Linked DNA regions of Mus musculus: regions 2, 3 and 4 are each linked to region 1. A link is a contact called in public HiChIP or PLAC-seq and promoter capture Hi-C data. All regions are on one chromosome and are shown on one strand. The core of a region is the stretch at or near the end of the contact, and the rest is flanking DNA. Distances in the headings are between cores, read along the strand shown.

Region 1 (3,989 bases), core at 1,043-3,542:
TGGTTCACAACCATCTGTAATGTAATCTGAAGTCCTTTTCTGGTGTGTCTGAAGACAGTGAGTGTACTCACATACATGGAAATAAATACATTTTTAAAAGAAAAAAAAAATTGAGGAGTAACCGTTATGTAGACCCAACTAGAGAGTGTGGAGACGAGGAACGGGAAGATCCTAAATCCAGGGCATGCCTATATGGTTTCTTGGTTCTAGGCAAGGTGGTCAGTATGAACTGGGTAGGCTGGATGTCCCGTACCATACATGCACAAAAGCGAATGGTCAAGAACAGGCATGTCTGTAAAAGACTTGGGGGCCGACGGAGTGTGAAGTTCAGTGGCACGGAAGCATTTACTGAGTGTGTGTGAGTTCTGATTTCAACCTCTAGCACAGTAAGACAAGCAGCCAAAGCTATGTGCAACTGAAGGTAGGTTAAGAGCTTCAAGTCCCATACGGGCGGTGGTAACGCATGCCTTTAATCCCAGGGCTCTGTGAGTTCAAGGCCAACCTGATCTACGGCCAGGACTAACCCTGTACCATTAACAACAAAAAGTTTCTAGTCCCATACTTCCGACGGAACATCTCTGCAAAGATACAGCCAACGCTCCACATGTCCACGGGTGTTGCGTATGTAGACTGCAGAAGAACTTCAGGAGCTCGGTACCAGAGCGTAACCACCTGAAGAGAATAGTAGAAATGAGTGAGTGTCGACCTCACGAACCAGACCTGCCTGGCTCTGAAAACTTCATGTACAAGACTCCTCAGTTGCTATGGGAAACCACCAAGAGCTACCCCTATCACAACCTAGTCGGCTAACGCCTTTTACTGACCACAGGCGTGAGGGCCATCTGGTAGCTGTAGATTCTAGCTAGGCCAAAGTCAGCCAGCTTGACGGTCCCATTACTTGTCACTAGAATGTTCTCTGGCTTCAGGTCCCGGTGAACAATGCAGTTTGCATGAAGAAAATCCAGGCCGCTTAGAAACTGACGCATTAGATCCTGTTTTTCAAGAAGAAAGCACAGAACACCGGAAACTATGTATCACTTCAAAATCCCAACAACTTCTATTGCAAAGATCGGTCCACCCTCGCCCCCAGCCCCACCCCTACTCACCTTAATGGTCTCAACCGGCAGGCCCGGTGGAGGTGCTTTGTCCAGGTATGTCCTCAGGTCCTGGTCTATATGCTCAAACACTAGGGTGACCTTGATGTCCCGATCAGTTCGGGAAGTAGCACAGACATCCATCAGCCTGAGAAGAACAAATGATCACCAGCTAGTCGTCCCCTTTGTCTCAACGTGGCCTCTGGCGTTCTAGGGTCCCACTCCTGCCTTACGGGTCCTATTGTCCTCTCCGCCCCACTCCCAATCCAACCTTCTCACCGTACAACATTGGGATGTTCAAAGGCCTCCAGCCTCCTTAACAAGGCCACCTCACGAACTGTGCTGACGGGAAGGCCCCCTCCAGCTGCTCCTCCATTAGGAACTCTCACACTCTTGAGGGCCACAAAGTGGCCACTGTGGGGATCTCGGGCTTTGTACACCGTCCCATAGGCACCGACACCAATTTCAGCCACGGGTTCATATCGAGTGGCAGCCATTCTCGAAGCAGGGGATCTACAATCACAGAGGCTTCTAATACCAAACTCACTCTCACGGTTAGGAGGGGGATGACCCGGCGGTAACAAAGGAACTCCTGCACAAGACCTCGCCAACGCGATCAGCAACATCCCACCCCTCCACACTTCCAGGGCCCGCGCCTTAGGTAACACAAAGACTCCCATCAAACCCTCCTCCTCCGGCCACGTTTTGTCCCGGAGGAAGAAAAAGAATGCTTTCTTTCCTTTCGGAGGACATCGCACTAGGCACAAAGAGGATCACACAGTGCACAGGGTTTGCACCGAAGATTCTGCACTTCACTCTCCAAAATCACACCCTTGCCCGCGACCACAAAGGCCCCACTTCCCGCCATTGGGCCACCTTCCATAATCAGCCAGCGACGCGCACGCGTGGGGAGCTGGAGGGTGCTGGTGGTGGCGGGGACTGGTCCCCCGATCCTGGATGAGACTGCACTCACCTTACGCTCGGCTAAGAGCTCTGGAGGTGGCCCTTTATCTGGGCCCGGGAGCCGGTTCCTGCGGCGCCATACACCGGGGATCGGTCCCGGGCAGCTGGACGCTTCGGGCCAGACCATAGACACAGGCCGCGAGCTAGAGAGGCCCCCTCACCCCCACCCTCACCATGTGACCAGCTGCCAGAGAGGCGCGCGGAAACCCGGGGGGCGGGGCGGGCGCCGGACGTTCTGGACACGTGATCTTCACCCTTGCGCAGTGGGCAACCCGGGCTGCTTTGATGGGAGGGGTGTGGTGGGGAAGGGGGCGGGGCCCTGACGGCCACGTGACCTGTTGCTATCCCACGTGACCCCTTGACTTTGCGCTGGGAAGCAGAGGTGTGGTTACGCTGTGTGGCACGTGACTGGCTGCCATACCCTGACTGCCGAGGGGGTGTGTGGGGGCGAGAGAGGGTGGAGCACAAGGCGGTGTCATGGCAACCGGGCCAACCAGCTCTCAACTCTGGGCTCAAGGCCGAGCCAGAGCGCATCTTCAGTCTCACTATGGGTCTCTGAGTGGGCGGGAGGTCGAGGTGTTAGTGGGAGATCCTGGTGCCAGAAATGGTGCTGTAACATTTCCACTCCACCGCCATGGGGAAACATTCGTATTTGTGTCTTTCTTTTACTCATTCATTCAACACAATTTTACTAAGTGCTTCCTTCCAGTTGGTATGCGATGTTTTTGTTTTGGTGTCTCAGTCACTCGCCCTTTGAAGTGATGATAAAGATAACTAGTATAGGTAATTGTGGTCTTATAAAACAGGGAATAAATAATTTCTATCTGAGGAGGAAACTAGGATTAAAAGATGGACAGAAGGAAATATAATAAGCCACTGTATGGGTATGGGGGGGCAGCAATTTAATGCCCTCCCTCTTCCCAACCTGTAAACCTCCCCAGGAATATTAAAAGCAGCAAGAAGTGATTGAAAATAGGGGTTCTTGATTTTACAAGAGTCTTTACACTAAGATTGCTACATATATATGTGATTGCATAAACAGATGACAGGGTAAGCATGTCCAGGGTCAGTCACCACCACATTGCTGGAAGATGACGTGTCCTTTTGCAAACCTGCAACTCCTCGTTGGGGTCATGTTCCTATTTTTTCCCCAGTCCAGCTTAGAACATATTCTTGATCTGATCAGCGTTTCCTAAATGGTCTGCCTACAGAAATCTAGTTAGACAGAGGTAGATCTGTGTGACGATTTCGTCTGCTCCAACTCCTTTATTGTCTCCCACCTCTTAGGGATATGGGATGAAGGACCATGTTCCCATTTGTGAAAAATTGCCTAAAATCTAGAGCTATTTTAAATTGATTTGGGGTGGGGGTGCTGGGGATTGGAGTTAGTGTTTTTTTGTTTGTTTGTTTGGTTGGTTTTTTGGATTTTCGAGACAGGGTTTCTCTGTGTAGCCCTGGCTGTCCTGGAACTCACTCTGTAGACTAGGCTGGCCTCGAACTTGGAAATCTGCCTGCCTCTGCCTCCTGAGTGCTGGGATTAAAGGCGTGTGCCACCACACCCGGCTTGGAGTTAGTGTTTTTATATGCAGTAAGCATGGGTTCAGTCACTGAGCTATATTCCTGAACCCTAAATTCTAAAATCATATTTGAGACACTAGAGTTGAGGCTGGTCTCAAATTAATTGCAATTTTTGTGCTAAAGCCCCTAAATGCTGTTTTTATAGGCATGAGCAACGATTTTGGCTCTGATTTATTTTATTGTGGATATTTGTTTTGTTTTAATGGAACAAGGTCTCATATAGCCCAGGTTGGTCTTGAAATGGACACGTAGCTAGCCTCAAATACTTGATCCTCCTGCTCCATCTCCCAAGAACTAAGGTTAAAGGTATGCACCACTTTTTTTTTCTTTTCTTTCTCTCTTTTCCTTTCTCTG
Region 2 (3,970 bases), core at 1,447-3,946, 1.8 Mb before region 1:
CATGCTCCACTACACTTGGCTGGTTTGCAATTTTTTGTTTGTTTTTGTTTGGTTTGTTTCCTGAAGAAAATAACATCAAAGTAATAGGTTTGAAAAATGGGAACGCAGCAGAGTATGCGGTAAGAACAATCAGGGCTCTGAGGGATCAGAAAGGGACAAAAGAGGATCCTGAAGAAGAAGCCCTGACTCCCTGACACTCTTGGCCGGCTCCGAGGTAATCCTCACAACTAGTTGAAGGTAGAAATTATGGTCTCCATTTATAGATAAAGAAACTTGATGATTGCTCAGTGGAAGAGTTCTTGCTTTGTATGCACAGCCCCTTGGTTCTACCTCACCCCACACCCAATTCAAGGTACAGGGAAGAGAACACAGAGAGAGGGAGAGAAAAACTTGGTAAGTTATCGACACTCCCATGTTTTGGTCCAAAGCAAGGGAGTAATGAGAAGTTTCTGGATTGTGTTCCATTCAGTCCCTGTTCTTCTTCTTTTTTCTTTTTTAATATTTATTATGTTTATTATATATAAGTACACTGTAGCTGTCTTCAGACACACCAGAAGAGGGCATCAGATCTCTTTACAGATGGTTGTAAGTCACCATGTAGTTGCTGGGATTTGAACTCAGGACCTCTGGAAGAGCAGTCAGTGCTCTTAACTGCTGAGCCATCTCTCCATCCCTAAGTCCCTGTTCTAAATAGGAATAGGTCATGTATTCAGAGCTTCTCACCTACCCTGCTTCTCCCTCACAGCTGAACCCCAATAGTTACCCTCATTCCACTCCAGCTCCCAAACCCAATTCTGTTCTTTTGTTTATGCCTAACTAACTTTAACATATATATATATATATTTTAATTAGGGTTTAATTCCAGAGAGGAAACCAAAAACCTTCTACTTGGTCCAAGAATCCCAATAGTGAGGTCTATACATTTTACATTTATCTATATATTTTTTTGAGACAGGGCCTTCCTACTGACATTTATACATTTTGTTCAGTGAACACTGCGCGAGACACTGGAAGAGCAAATCTCAACCCCCTAACATTTTCAGTTTGCCAAGGGATCTTCAGAGACATGGGTCAAGGCATGCTTATACAGAGAGCTCTCTGGAGGCTGAGGCAGGAGGATAACTGAGTTTGAGGCCAGCCTGGGATGCATCTGAGACTCTGTCTCAGAGGATAGAGGAAAAGGAGAAGAAAGGGTTTAGGGGAGGGGAAGAGGGGGAAAAAGAGAAACAGAGACCTGGGAAGAGGGAACCAGCAGTAGTGGCTGAGCACACCTGTACACTGTCTTCCTCGTGTACTGAGCTGTCTGGCTGCGCTTAGGACCACACCTGAAGACCATGGCTGGTCCCATTCCAGAGTGGCTCCCCTTGGGGTTTGCTATCTCCACATTAGACATCTGAGTATAGACCCTGCTCTTACCCTTACGCCTAAAACTTCAAGCTTTCTCAGACATGTAAGACCTTACAAACACAAAGACGTAGCTAGGAACCCAGAGAGAGGGTCCAGATTCCTCGCCAAGCACCACTTTCAAGCCCTACCTCATCCCTCATCTGGCTCTTCCCCTCATGGCTCCCACCCTTTCCAGCCCGATCACGATCACTCTCTTTGTTCTATTAAACCTCAATCTCAAGATCACAGGCCTCCTAGATAGTTTTCTTCCGGGCTCAGTACTTGTCAACTTCTCAGCTTGTCCCTGGCCTCTTCCTCTCCTGACCGCCTTCATCCCTGTGATAAATCAGCCTGATGTTCCATTTTATGGGTTCTTTAAACATCCTGGGCTACCTCTGGTAGCTGAGGCTATTCTTCACATCTCCACCTCTTCCCCTTGGGTGTCTCTTTGCGCTCCAACCAAGGCTGACTTGTGTGTGTTACTTCCTCCCCTGGTCTTTTCTCTGCACCTGCCTCCTCAGGGGTTGCTACCTCCAAGGTATCCCCTGTCTCTGCCTCTCCCTCTTGCGCAGGGTACCATCAGCTCCCTCTGACCCATCCGTTCTCTTGCCCACCTCTCCTGCTCTCTCCTGTTCGACTCCGTAGAATTCGGTTAGCCACCCCTCTTTGCGCTCTACCTTTGTCTTTGACTCTCTCCACTCTTAACTGTCCCACTAGTTTTTCTGGTCGTCTTCAGTCTTCGCTCTTGCTCTCTAGCTAAGTCTCTCCCTTCTGTGACTTCTTTTCTCTCTTTTGTCTCTCCCTCTTCCCTTCCTATCTGGGTATCTTTGGATCTGCCTCTTCCCCCACCCCCAACCCCTACCCACCGCTCCGTCTGTCCCCGATCTCTCTGACTCGGTCCCTCACGGCCTCTCCCCCCCTCCCCCTCATCTTTCGGTCTCTTCATCTTTCTCTGGACCCGTGCTCGCTCGTGTTCTCTCTCTCTCTCTCTCTCTCTCTCTCTCTCTCTCTCTCTCTCTTTTCCTCGGTTCTCTCCGGCTCCCTCTCTCGCCTCGGATGACAGCGCTACCTCTTTTGTTGGCTCCGCAGCCAATCGCGGCCGCTGACGACACGGGGGCCGGGGCTATAAAGGGCCCGGCCCGGGCTTGGGCCCCCCCAGCTGCCCGCCCCGGCCGCCCGCCCGCCCCGCCCGTGCGCCCGCCGCCCCCGGCCCCCGGCCCCCCCTCGGCCGGGCAGCCCCCAATCCCGCGCCGCCCGGACCCCCTCCTCCTCCCTCTTCCCTCCGCCCCCTCCCCGCGGGACTCCGGCGTCCCCGCCCCCCAGTCCTCCCCTCCCCTGCAGCATGGTGCTCGCGGCCCCGCTGCTGCTGGGCTTCCTGCTCCTCGCCCTGGAGCTGCGGCCCCGGGGGGAGGCGGCCGAGGGCCCCGCGGCGGCGGCGGCGGCAGCGGCGGCGGCGGCCGGGGTCGGGGGGGAGCGCTCGAGCCGGCCGGCCCCGTCCGCTCCGCCGGAGCCGGACGGCTGCCCCGTGTGCGTGTGGCGGCAGCACAGCCGCGAGCTGCGCCTAGAGAGCATCAAGTCGCAGATCCTGAGCAAACTGCGGCTCAAGGAGGCGCCCAACATCAGCCGGGAGGTAGTGAAGCAGCTGCTGCCCAAGGCGCCGCCGCTGCAGCAGATCCTGGATCTGCACGACTTCCAAGGCGACGCGCTGCAGCCTGAGGACTTCTTGGAAGAGGACGAGTACCACGCTACCACCGAGACGGTCATAAGCATGGCCCAGGAGAGTAAGTGGGCTGCGGGGTGCGCGCGGTGCGGTGCAGTCCGGGAAGGACCCGGAAGCCCTTTCTGCGAAAACTTGACGGATTGGGGAGCCGGGCCACTCCACACAACTTTTTGAGCGGAGAAGATGGGCAGCGGAGTTGAGTGCACGCCCCGTTCTAGGGTGGGGGGGTGGAGGATGGCGCGTTGGGGGAGGGGGGCCAAACCAGGCAGGTTGTGAGCTATTGCTTTCCATCCCTTGTGAGAAAAAGATTCAAGTTGAAGTAGTCCTAGAAACTGGCACCCTACAGTGACTTTTCTGGAGCGTTAGGTGGGGAGCTTCCGTGACCCGTGCAGTCTCAGCTGGGCCGCAGTGCCATCTTCCCACTGCTCTGGCACCAGCATCAACTCCTTGCCCGGTGCTCCGGAAGGCGCCCACCGGCTTTCGGAAAAACTAAGTGTTCCTCTAAGGCCATGGCATAGGACCCAAACCCGGTGTACGTCTCAGCAACTCAGCTGACACCTCTCCTTTCTGCACCTGATCTCGCACTGGGTATCCCCTAGGACCTAGAAGAGCTGTTCCTTCCTGGTACCGAAAGAGCTCAAATAACTCAACTCCACTGCGCTTGCCACTTAACGAGTATCATTTGGTTACTCTCATCTTAGCGTGCTCACTCCCTGTCCTACCCACAGCTGGAGCCAAAGAAGACCCAGGGAGAAAGAACTAGATGAGGGGGATGGGAGAACCCAGGCATCCGAGCCCCTGGCCAAACGGAGGATGAACACTCTGATAGACAGGAGCGGCTTTGAAATTTTATGGCCTGGAAAA
Region 3 (4,020 bases), core at 795-3,294, 1.3 Mb before region 1:
TTTTTTGTTTTTTGTATACAAAGTTTCTCTGTGTCGTCTTGGCTATCCTGGAACTCACTCTGTAGACCAGGCTGGTCTCCAGCTCCAGATCACAGAGATCCACCTGCCTCTGGGATTGCAGGCAAAGGTGTGTGACATCACCACCTGGCTGCCCTTGCTGATTTCAAGAGTAAGCCTCACCTCTTGGGAGAAGCAGGTAGCTCAGGATGGCCTCAAACTTACTATGTACCCACTGTCTCCGTTTCCTCAGTGTTGGGATTACAGCCACGTACCATCATGCTCAGTGCAAGGCACACTGAGATTCAAGCAACTCAAGCAACTTGACCAACAGAGTACAAAAGACTAGCAAAGTTTCTGGGATCCTCAACTTCACTTCTAACATAAAAGTAAAGAATGACAACACAAATGTGGCCCAGTCACCCTCCCAAAGCATTATGACATTTCCTAGGGCTTTATGAAGCAAGATAAACTAAAAAAAAAGTAAAACCAAAGGCTTTTTCAAGTTCACTGTTGTGTTAGACTATCTGGTCTGGGTTAGCAGCTCCTGAACCGATCTAATTATAGGTCCACCATTCTGCCAAACACCGTCTAGAACTTGCTTCATTTCCCAAGAGGTTTCCTTACCCAGTTCCCTGGCAGCAGCAGTAGCAACAGCCAAGTAAGACAAGTGTCTACCAAATAACCAGTCTCTACCTTGTTGCCAGACACAGAAAAGCCCCAAGATAAACCCTACAAGTTTTGTGGTACATCTGACAACTATGCATCTCACACAGAAAGTTAATACCATTCTAAGTCTTTTCTTTCCTCCAGGTGTACTTTGCTTCAAACTATCTACTGATGAGAAAAACCTATTAGTTCCTTTAAAACTAAAACAGAAGCCAAGGTCATTTGTGGGACTGTCCCCACTTGGGTTAGAGCTGAAATTCCCTCAGCATAGCTGGGTCTCTGTTTAAAGGCCCAAGTTATGCTGAGCAAAAAAGTAGTGATAACGTGAAATTAAGAGTTATCCCTACTTGGACTTGAACTTCAGAATTCAAAAGGCAAACCATCAAATTAAAGGGCCGCCAGGGAATAAGGGGAAGTACTCCTGGTAGGTAGTAGAATTGAGTCATGTGACCTTGGTGTTACTACCTCACGCCTGTCTTCATTTATTGGCCTGTAGCTTGGAGGAACAACCTTTCTGGTTCTACCTAGAGCCTGATGTGATACATAATCAGCAGGTTTAACAGAAATGCCCCACCCTATTCAAGCTCCTCCTATATACATTAAGTGCAGGAGTCCCAAGGACAAAGAGGAGCTGGGGGGCTCTAGTCCCCTAACAAAACTAAAACGGCGGGGTCACTTACAGGCTTCAATTACAGTGAGGAAAGAAACAGGTCCTGACAGGACTCACCCTACAAAGCAGAGCCCAAATTAGCCCCAGTGACCAAGTGAGCATATTTATACATCCCCCACTCCTCCTCCAACAGTTCTCTCCCTAATTCGGGGGACCACGCCACATCTTTGCTCTCTGGCCTTGCAGCCAGGGCCCTGCATCCCTCGCTTGCACCTTGGATACTTGATATGACAGAAGGCGGGCCTCCCGGCCGCCGGGGGCTGCAGGCCGGGGCCGGCAGCGTTCACCTTAGCCGGAAGGGCACGCAGCACATGGCCTAGGAGCTCTGGGAAGGGTTGGCGGCTCGCCAGGGTCGGGCCCCTTTAAGGCGCGGAGGGCTGCGCTCCGGTGTGGGAGGGAGAGCCGGTGCCGGAGGCCCTGCGGTCGCCTCAGCCCCACCCCGCGCGCCACGGCGCGCTCCCTCCTTTAAGCTCACCTTGGCTCCCAAGAGCCGGGTTGCTGCAGTGAGTAGAGCCATGGCGGGCGAAACTCCGGGACCTGGCGGGAAGGGACCGAAGGGAGAGAGCTACAGCTGCAACAGGAGCGGTCGCCGCTGTGATGGAGACCGCGCCAACCGGCGGACAAGGTTGAAAGGAGGCGGCTGAGGGGAAGGGTAGACAAACCGGCACAGGCGCCCAGCCCAGGGTCCTCGGCGAGGCCCCGCCCTCTGCCCGAAACTTGAGCCCGCCCCCCTCCGGCGACCCACCCCGGCCTCGACCATTGGCCCAAAATGGAAGAGGGGCGGGATCTGAGCCTTTGACAGATGTTATCGCGGGGAGGATTGGACCGTACGGATTAGGCTAATTAGGAGTGGGTGGGAAAGGGATTGTAGGTGTCTAAGGATGTGCCTGAGAACTCAGTTAACTTCCTTCTTTGGCTTTTCCCTTTGCCCTTAACACATTTCGGGTTCTCCGGAGAATGCTGAAGATAAAGCTCCAGCACGCGACGTTTGAAGGTCACTGAACACTGCAACTGACCATTGCACTTCCTCTACCTGCTTGGCATGCTTTCTTAAAGAATGTCTTTGGTTAATGACTTCATGGCCGTGGAGGTGACATCACGCAGAAAGCCCGCTATGATGCCAGAGTTAGTTGCTTGATGGTCATTTGTGAACAGAAGAAATCTTGAAATTACAGATACTGACCCCGTTATGTGGAGAAGAGCAAAACCAGAAGCCTGAATGTTTAGTGATGTTTGTGAACTATATGGAGTCTAAGTCTTACAAAAGCCCCCTTAATATGAAGGAACCTTTCAGTCTTTGGGTCCTGGGCCTTATGATTCTGACATTCTTCATAAAACCCCATATCATAAAACCCCATAGAGCCAGCCCACCTCAGACACAGGATCAGGAGCTGCAACTCTCCACTCAAGATCAGGTGTTAGACACTCTCTTTTCGTCCCATCATTCACAGTATTTCCAAAGGACTCGAGGACGTTTATCCTACTTGGCTCTCTCTCTTATTTCTCCCTCAGAAAACATTGCAGTGAATGACACAAGGATTTAATGATCTTACACATCACTCTTAAATGCCCCGGGGTAGAACACCTCAGAACTTCTGTACTTTCCTGTGCCTACTGTGAAATTGGCCTAAGGGTGGAGAGAAGCTGACCCAATGATCAGAGCACCTTATCTGTAACCACCAAGCCTCAAATGTACAATCCTTTTATCTCACCACATGACAGTAACAAAGTGCAGAGGTCTCAGTATCCATGTAAGCCAAGTTCAGATAGTCCTTGTTTATAGAGGATGTAGTTTGTGGCTTAGACTTGGAAAAGAGAAAGAAAACCCCTATTTCCTCAAGTTTTCTCATATACATATTCATATCTGCCCAGTAGTGTTGTTCTAGCTTGGAAGTCAGGTAGTTCTTATGAGAGAACTTTATCAAGAGAAGCTGCGCCTCTTGAGAAGCAATAACCTTAGACCACCTCCCCGGGGACTTCAAAGCTTCACTGATCAATATTGGCTCCCAATTTAGCATCTCACATGGGGTTTCCTCATAACCCCAGAATAGTCTGACCTGGTTCCTTCCCCCATAGTTAATTATCCACAGAGACTAGCTAGCAGATCAGAGGCCTGAACTCCAGTGCCGTAAGTAACCAGAGGCTGTCCCCATCAGGTGAGGCTGCTGAAGGGACAATTATTGGGTGGCCATAATGGTAACTGGAGTTTTAATAACTACAGAGAGAATGCCATCCTTTTTAAGCCCCTTGATAGGATTCTGTACTTTAACGTCCAATTTTTATTTATTTGAAGTTATTTAATCCTGATGTCCATTGTTATAAAATCAATGTGAAAGCCCAGAGATGAAGGGGGTTAAGTGGTTTCGCCCAAAAGCTGAGTCTGTATCAGTCTGTCCCTCATTGCTGGGAGTGAATGCGGTTTGTAACATGCTATTACTAATACTCAAACATCAAACCACACCCCTAGCCCTACAGTTTCTTTCTGAACATAGGTGGGAAAGTTAAGACTGGCATGAATATAACAGCTAAGAAAACTCTAGGTCCAAATATACCTGCATGAGAACAGGAAGGGGCCACAGAAAAGACTTGACATAATTGTGACCTTGGGAAGATTCAAAATGCTCAGGGACAACGGTGCCCCCTGGTGGTCAAGATCAAGTGGGAGAATTCGGGCTCTAGAATCG
Region 4 (3,805 bases), core at 101-2,600, 1.6 Mb before region 1:
GCACTGTAACACCAACTGAAACTTTATTTTCAACAACAGGGCCTGGATGTGCCCTTTACATTAATCCCAGCACTCTGGAGACAGAGGCAGGCAGATCTCTGTGAGTTCCAGGCCATCCTAGTCTACACAGTAAGTTCTAGGACAGTCAGGGCTACACAGAAACCCTGCCTCAAAAAATAAAAACAAAAACAGAACCAACCTTTCGGATGATAATCTGCAAAGGCTGAAAACCTTTCCACTCCCAAAAACGTTAGAGTCAATATCACCTATTCACTATCACGTCCCCTTTTCTGAGTACACTTCCCTGTTCAGGATTCTTAGCCCAATTCCTCAAAAAACAAAAACCAAAAACAATCAAAAAACATAAATGGACAAAGATGAACTTCCAGATGTAAAAGTTTGTTCTAAGTTGATGCGACTGTAGCTCAACCCTCTGGTCTCTAGAGGGCAGTCTATGAATGTTTGTTCCCGGAGCCCAAAGTGAATGTCAAAATTTCAATCTCTAGTAAATGATTAAGAGTAATAGCAAATTTTTCTATCATTGTCCTTTACCTTTTATATACAAGACTACAATGTTTATACTTTTGTTAAACTGCCCTTTTTTCTTGTTTAAGTAGACGCTTTTTAAAAAATTCATCACGCAGACTTTGGTGCATGCTTTTAAGTGAGGTACTCGAGGCAGAGACAGACAAATCTACCTCCGGAGTTCCGGATCAGCAGGGTCTACAAAGCTAGATTCAGACCAGCCAGAGCTACATAGTGAGACCTTGTCTCAAATAAAACATGGTTTTTCGGTATTGCTGTTTTCACACTTCAGAAATCCACTCTGGGAATCGTTGAGCCACTATTTTGGGCATCATTTCTGCCGTTATTCCTGGCCTTGCTTTCCCTAGGACTCAACGTTGCAACACCGAACTACCGAGGCGCGGGACAAAACCCTGGGTTTTCCCCGGGAATGTGGTCCCCATTCTCGTGGCCACCTTTCAAGGCCTTGTCACCTTCCACTGTCTAGATACAGAGCATCAGTTGTGCCTCACAATTCCCTACGGAGCTGCGGTCTGCTCTGGTCACCAGTGTGTGACCCCGGTCCCCGGGAGGCAGAGGCCTGTACCATCCAGGACCCGGCGACGCCCCGCCCCCCAGCTTCGCAACCCCGCGACCCGGCGACCCGGCGACCCGGCGACCCGGCGACCCGGCGACCCGGCGACCCGGCGACCGGGCGACAGTTGACAGTCCTCGTCAAGAGCAGCTGCAAAGCTAGGGGCCAATAGCTGCGGAGCCGGCGAGGGGCGTCAGGACGCCTGCACAAACTGTACACGTCACGGCCGAGCCCCGCCCCGCCCCGCCCCTCCGCTCTGGGCCGCTCTAGCCCTGCACGGGGCGGGTGAAATTGTTCCGCTGCCGACATCCAGCCGGGTAAGGGGACTGCGACCGGGAGAGAAAGGAGGGAGGGCAACGGTGGGACCAAGGCGGCCAGTGCCGCCAAATCTTGGAGTAACTTGGAGCAACCTCCAAATCTTAGCAGTAGCAAAAGAACCAGTATCTCCATATATGATGTCGGTGTGCTCCTGGGGTCGCAGGCTGGTGTTCTGTCCGAATTCTGGACAGACACACCCTCCTACCTAAAGTGTCTCAGAGAGTAAGGACTACTCTTGCACCACGGAGTAGCATTTCGGTATTTAGCAGGCCGCTCCTCCCAAACCTGGAACGGGGCTGGTAAAAAGCAGGTTGCTGAAATTAAGAGTAGATGGCAGGAAGAGTAGGGATCCCCGTGGCCCAGGCGTAAAGAGGAGAAAAATTCGCCTTTTCCATCTTCCTTCGCCATTTGTAAGAGTCCCATCCCTAGCATCTCAGCAACCAGCGGCTTCTTACTACTCTCCACTTTGACCATCCTAGGTCAGAGAGGCACTAGGTTGTGAGGAAGACACCTCAGCAGGACAGAGAGCAGAAAAATTAACTTCCTTCTCTAGCCCATCCCCTGACACCCTGGCCATTGACTCTGCTCAGTTTGCTGAGATCACTAGAATGCCATAGACTACGAGGTCAGGGTGGAGACTCTGAATTGAGGTTCAGTTCTCAGATGGGGTATTTATTTTAGAAGGGTGGAGGGAGAAAAGAGGAAAGGTCTGAGTGAATGTTATTACTTGTTTACTCTTCGTATCAGTTCCTCTGGGTAGAGATGAGGATACAAGTTCAGAGAGGCCCGCTGTGTTGCCATGGGAGCTGGTTAATGACAAGGCCTGGTTTTGCAAACCCCAGGCAGTTTGCTTCCAGGATTCTGGCTCCTTCACCCCATTAGGTTGCAGCCACCTCTTGTCTGTTTTCATCAGTCTCAATTTAGAAGTAATTATAAAATAGGGGCTGAGGATATGACTCAGTGGTAGAGTTATAATATTCTCAAGACCTTAGGTTCAATACACAGCATCATTAGAAAAAAAATTGGCAAACCTCTAATCTGTCCTTTAGTCCCTTTGCCTGGGGCATTGTTCTTTCTAGAAGCCTCTGTACCTTTCCATCCCCACTCCACCCCCATTCCTTTCGGCACAGTGTGTCTCTGAAGTGCTCCAAGTGTACTCTTAAGAACACATTTGGACCATGCACTCTCAGGTCTCCCAAACATGGGGTTTTCTTGGTTTGAAACCTAGAATCTATCTTCTTGTTGTAGGTCTTGCCACGATGCTGCTGCAGCTATACAGATCCGTGGTTGTGAGGCTTCCACAGGCCATCAGGTAGGTTTTCCCAAGCCAGTACTTATCTCCTAGCCTATCTCATAATTATCTTATCTGGTAGATATTTATCTTATCTGACACATAATATAGTACAGTATTGGAGGAAAGAGAAAGCCATATTTCGCTGGTCCTACCCATCCGGAAGAAACCAAATTCCAATTGCAAACTGGTGACTAATGAGGGAGAGGTGACTGACCACACTACTTCACTGGTGCTTTCTTGGGACGTTCTGTGCTACTAATATCTCTGTCTTCCAGAGTCAAGTCAACCCCCTTGAGGCTCTGCATTCAAGCATGCTCCACAAATGATTCACTTGAGCCCCAGCATCCCAGCCTTACCTTTTCTGATGATAACTCAAGGACTCGGAGATGGAAAGTCATGGGGACCCTGTTAGGCCTGGGTGTGGTGCTGGTCTACCATGAGCATCGGTGTAGGGTAAGTGGGAAAAGAGCTTCCATGCCGGAACAAAGGGATCTTATAGGCTCTGTCTTCATGAACTGTAGAAATACAACCTGCTCCCTTAATTTCCCAGACTGACTGTGGATGGGGTCAGAATGACCTAAAGTGAGTTAATAGTCTCTTCCTTTTGCTTTCTCCCTCCTCAACCCTCAGGCTTCTCAGGAGTCACCACGGATGTACTCTAAAGAGGATGTGCGTTCTCACAACAACCCTAAAACTGGAGTCTGGGTAACTCTAGGCTCTGAGGTCTTCGATGTCACAAAATTTGTGGACCTGCATCCAGGAGGACCATCAAAACTGATGCTAGCAGCTGGAGGTCCCCTAGAACCCTTCTGGGCCCTCTATGCTGTGCACAACCAGCCCCATGTACGTGAGTTACTGGCCGAGTATAAGATTGGGGAACTGAACCCCGAAGATAGCATGTCCCCCTCCGTGGAAGCCTCTGACCCTTATGCTGATGATCCTATTCGTCATCCAGCCCTGAGGATTAATAGCCAGCGCCCCTTTAATGCAGAGCCTCCTCCTGAACTGCTAACTGAAGGCTACATCACACCAAATCCTATTTTCTTCACCCGTAACCATCTGCCTGTACCTAACCTGGACCCACACACCTATCG

The links. Promoter capture Hi-C pulls out the DNA fragments that hold promoters and counts their contacts. HiChIP or PLAC-seq counts read pairs in DNA pulled down with a chosen protein or histone mark. Capture Hi-C pulls out chosen DNA fragments and counts their contacts.
Region 2: a promoter capture Hi-C map of adipose tissue shows a contact between it and region 1, with 4 times the contacts expected there. The contact joins the promoter of Gdf11 here to the promoter of Cdk4 in region 1. A contact is called at or near these places in 3 of 39 promoter capture datasets (liver, neutrophils and pre-B cells), 1 of 484 Hi-C or Micro-C datasets (B cells), 4 of 115 datasets of contacts at active chromatin or transcription factors (astrocytes, bone marrow-derived macrophages, large pre-B cells and 1 more) and 3 of 9 other capture datasets (adipose tissue, liver and macrophages).
Region 3: a promoter capture Hi-C map of embryonic stem cells shows a contact between it and region 1, with 2.9 times the contacts expected there. The contact joins the promoter of Cs here to the promoter of Cdk4 in region 1. A contact is called at or near these places in 3 of 39 promoter capture datasets (the C10 cell line, embryonic stem cells and hematopoietic stem and progenitor cells), 1 of 115 datasets of contacts at active chromatin or transcription factors (embryonic stem cells) and 3 of 9 other capture datasets (adipose tissue, liver and pancreatic islet).
Region 4: a contact with region 1 is called in an H3K4me3 HiChIP or PLAC-seq map of bone marrow-derived macrophages, with 4 times the contacts expected there. The contact joins the promoter of Suox here to the promoter of Cdk4 in region 1. A contact is called at or near these places in 1 of 39 promoter capture datasets (embryonic stem cells), 1 of 115 datasets of contacts at active chromatin or transcription factors (bone marrow-derived macrophages) and 4 of 9 other capture datasets (adipose tissue, liver, macrophages and 1 more).

What each region holds. Positions count from the first base shown.
Region 1 is chr10:127,061,838-127,065,826 of GRCm38.p6, reverse strand. It overlaps Cdk4 (cyclin-dependent kinase 4), which reads right to left and starts at 2,292. Exons shown (of 8, transcript NM_009870.4): 1 at 2,068-2,292; 2 at 1,374-1,607; 3 at 1,107-1,242; 4 at 825-992; 5 at 563-672. The coding sequence starts at 1,591.
Region 2 is chr10:128,890,444-128,894,413 of GRCm38.p6, reverse strand. It overlaps Gdf11 (growth differentiation factor 11), which reads left to right and starts at 2,696. Exons shown (of 3, transcript NM_010272.2): 1 at 2,696-3,167. The coding sequence starts at 2,729.
Region 3 is chr10:128,335,751-128,339,770 of GRCm38.p6, reverse strand. Cs (citrate synthase) reads right to left here and starts at 2,044. Exons shown (of 11, transcript NM_026444.4): 1 at 1,812-2,044. The coding sequence starts at 1,853. It overlaps Gm51822 (a long non-coding RNA gene), which reads left to right. Exons shown (of 2, transcript XR_003949053.1): 2 at 1-2,632.
Region 4 is chr10:128,671,463-128,675,267 of GRCm38.p6, reverse strand. It overlaps Suox (sulfite oxidase), which reads left to right and starts at 1,350. Exons shown (of 4, transcript NM_173733.3): 1 at 1,350-1,416; 2 at 2,666-2,729; 3 at 2,987-3,164; 4 at 3,342-3,805. The coding sequence starts at 2,677.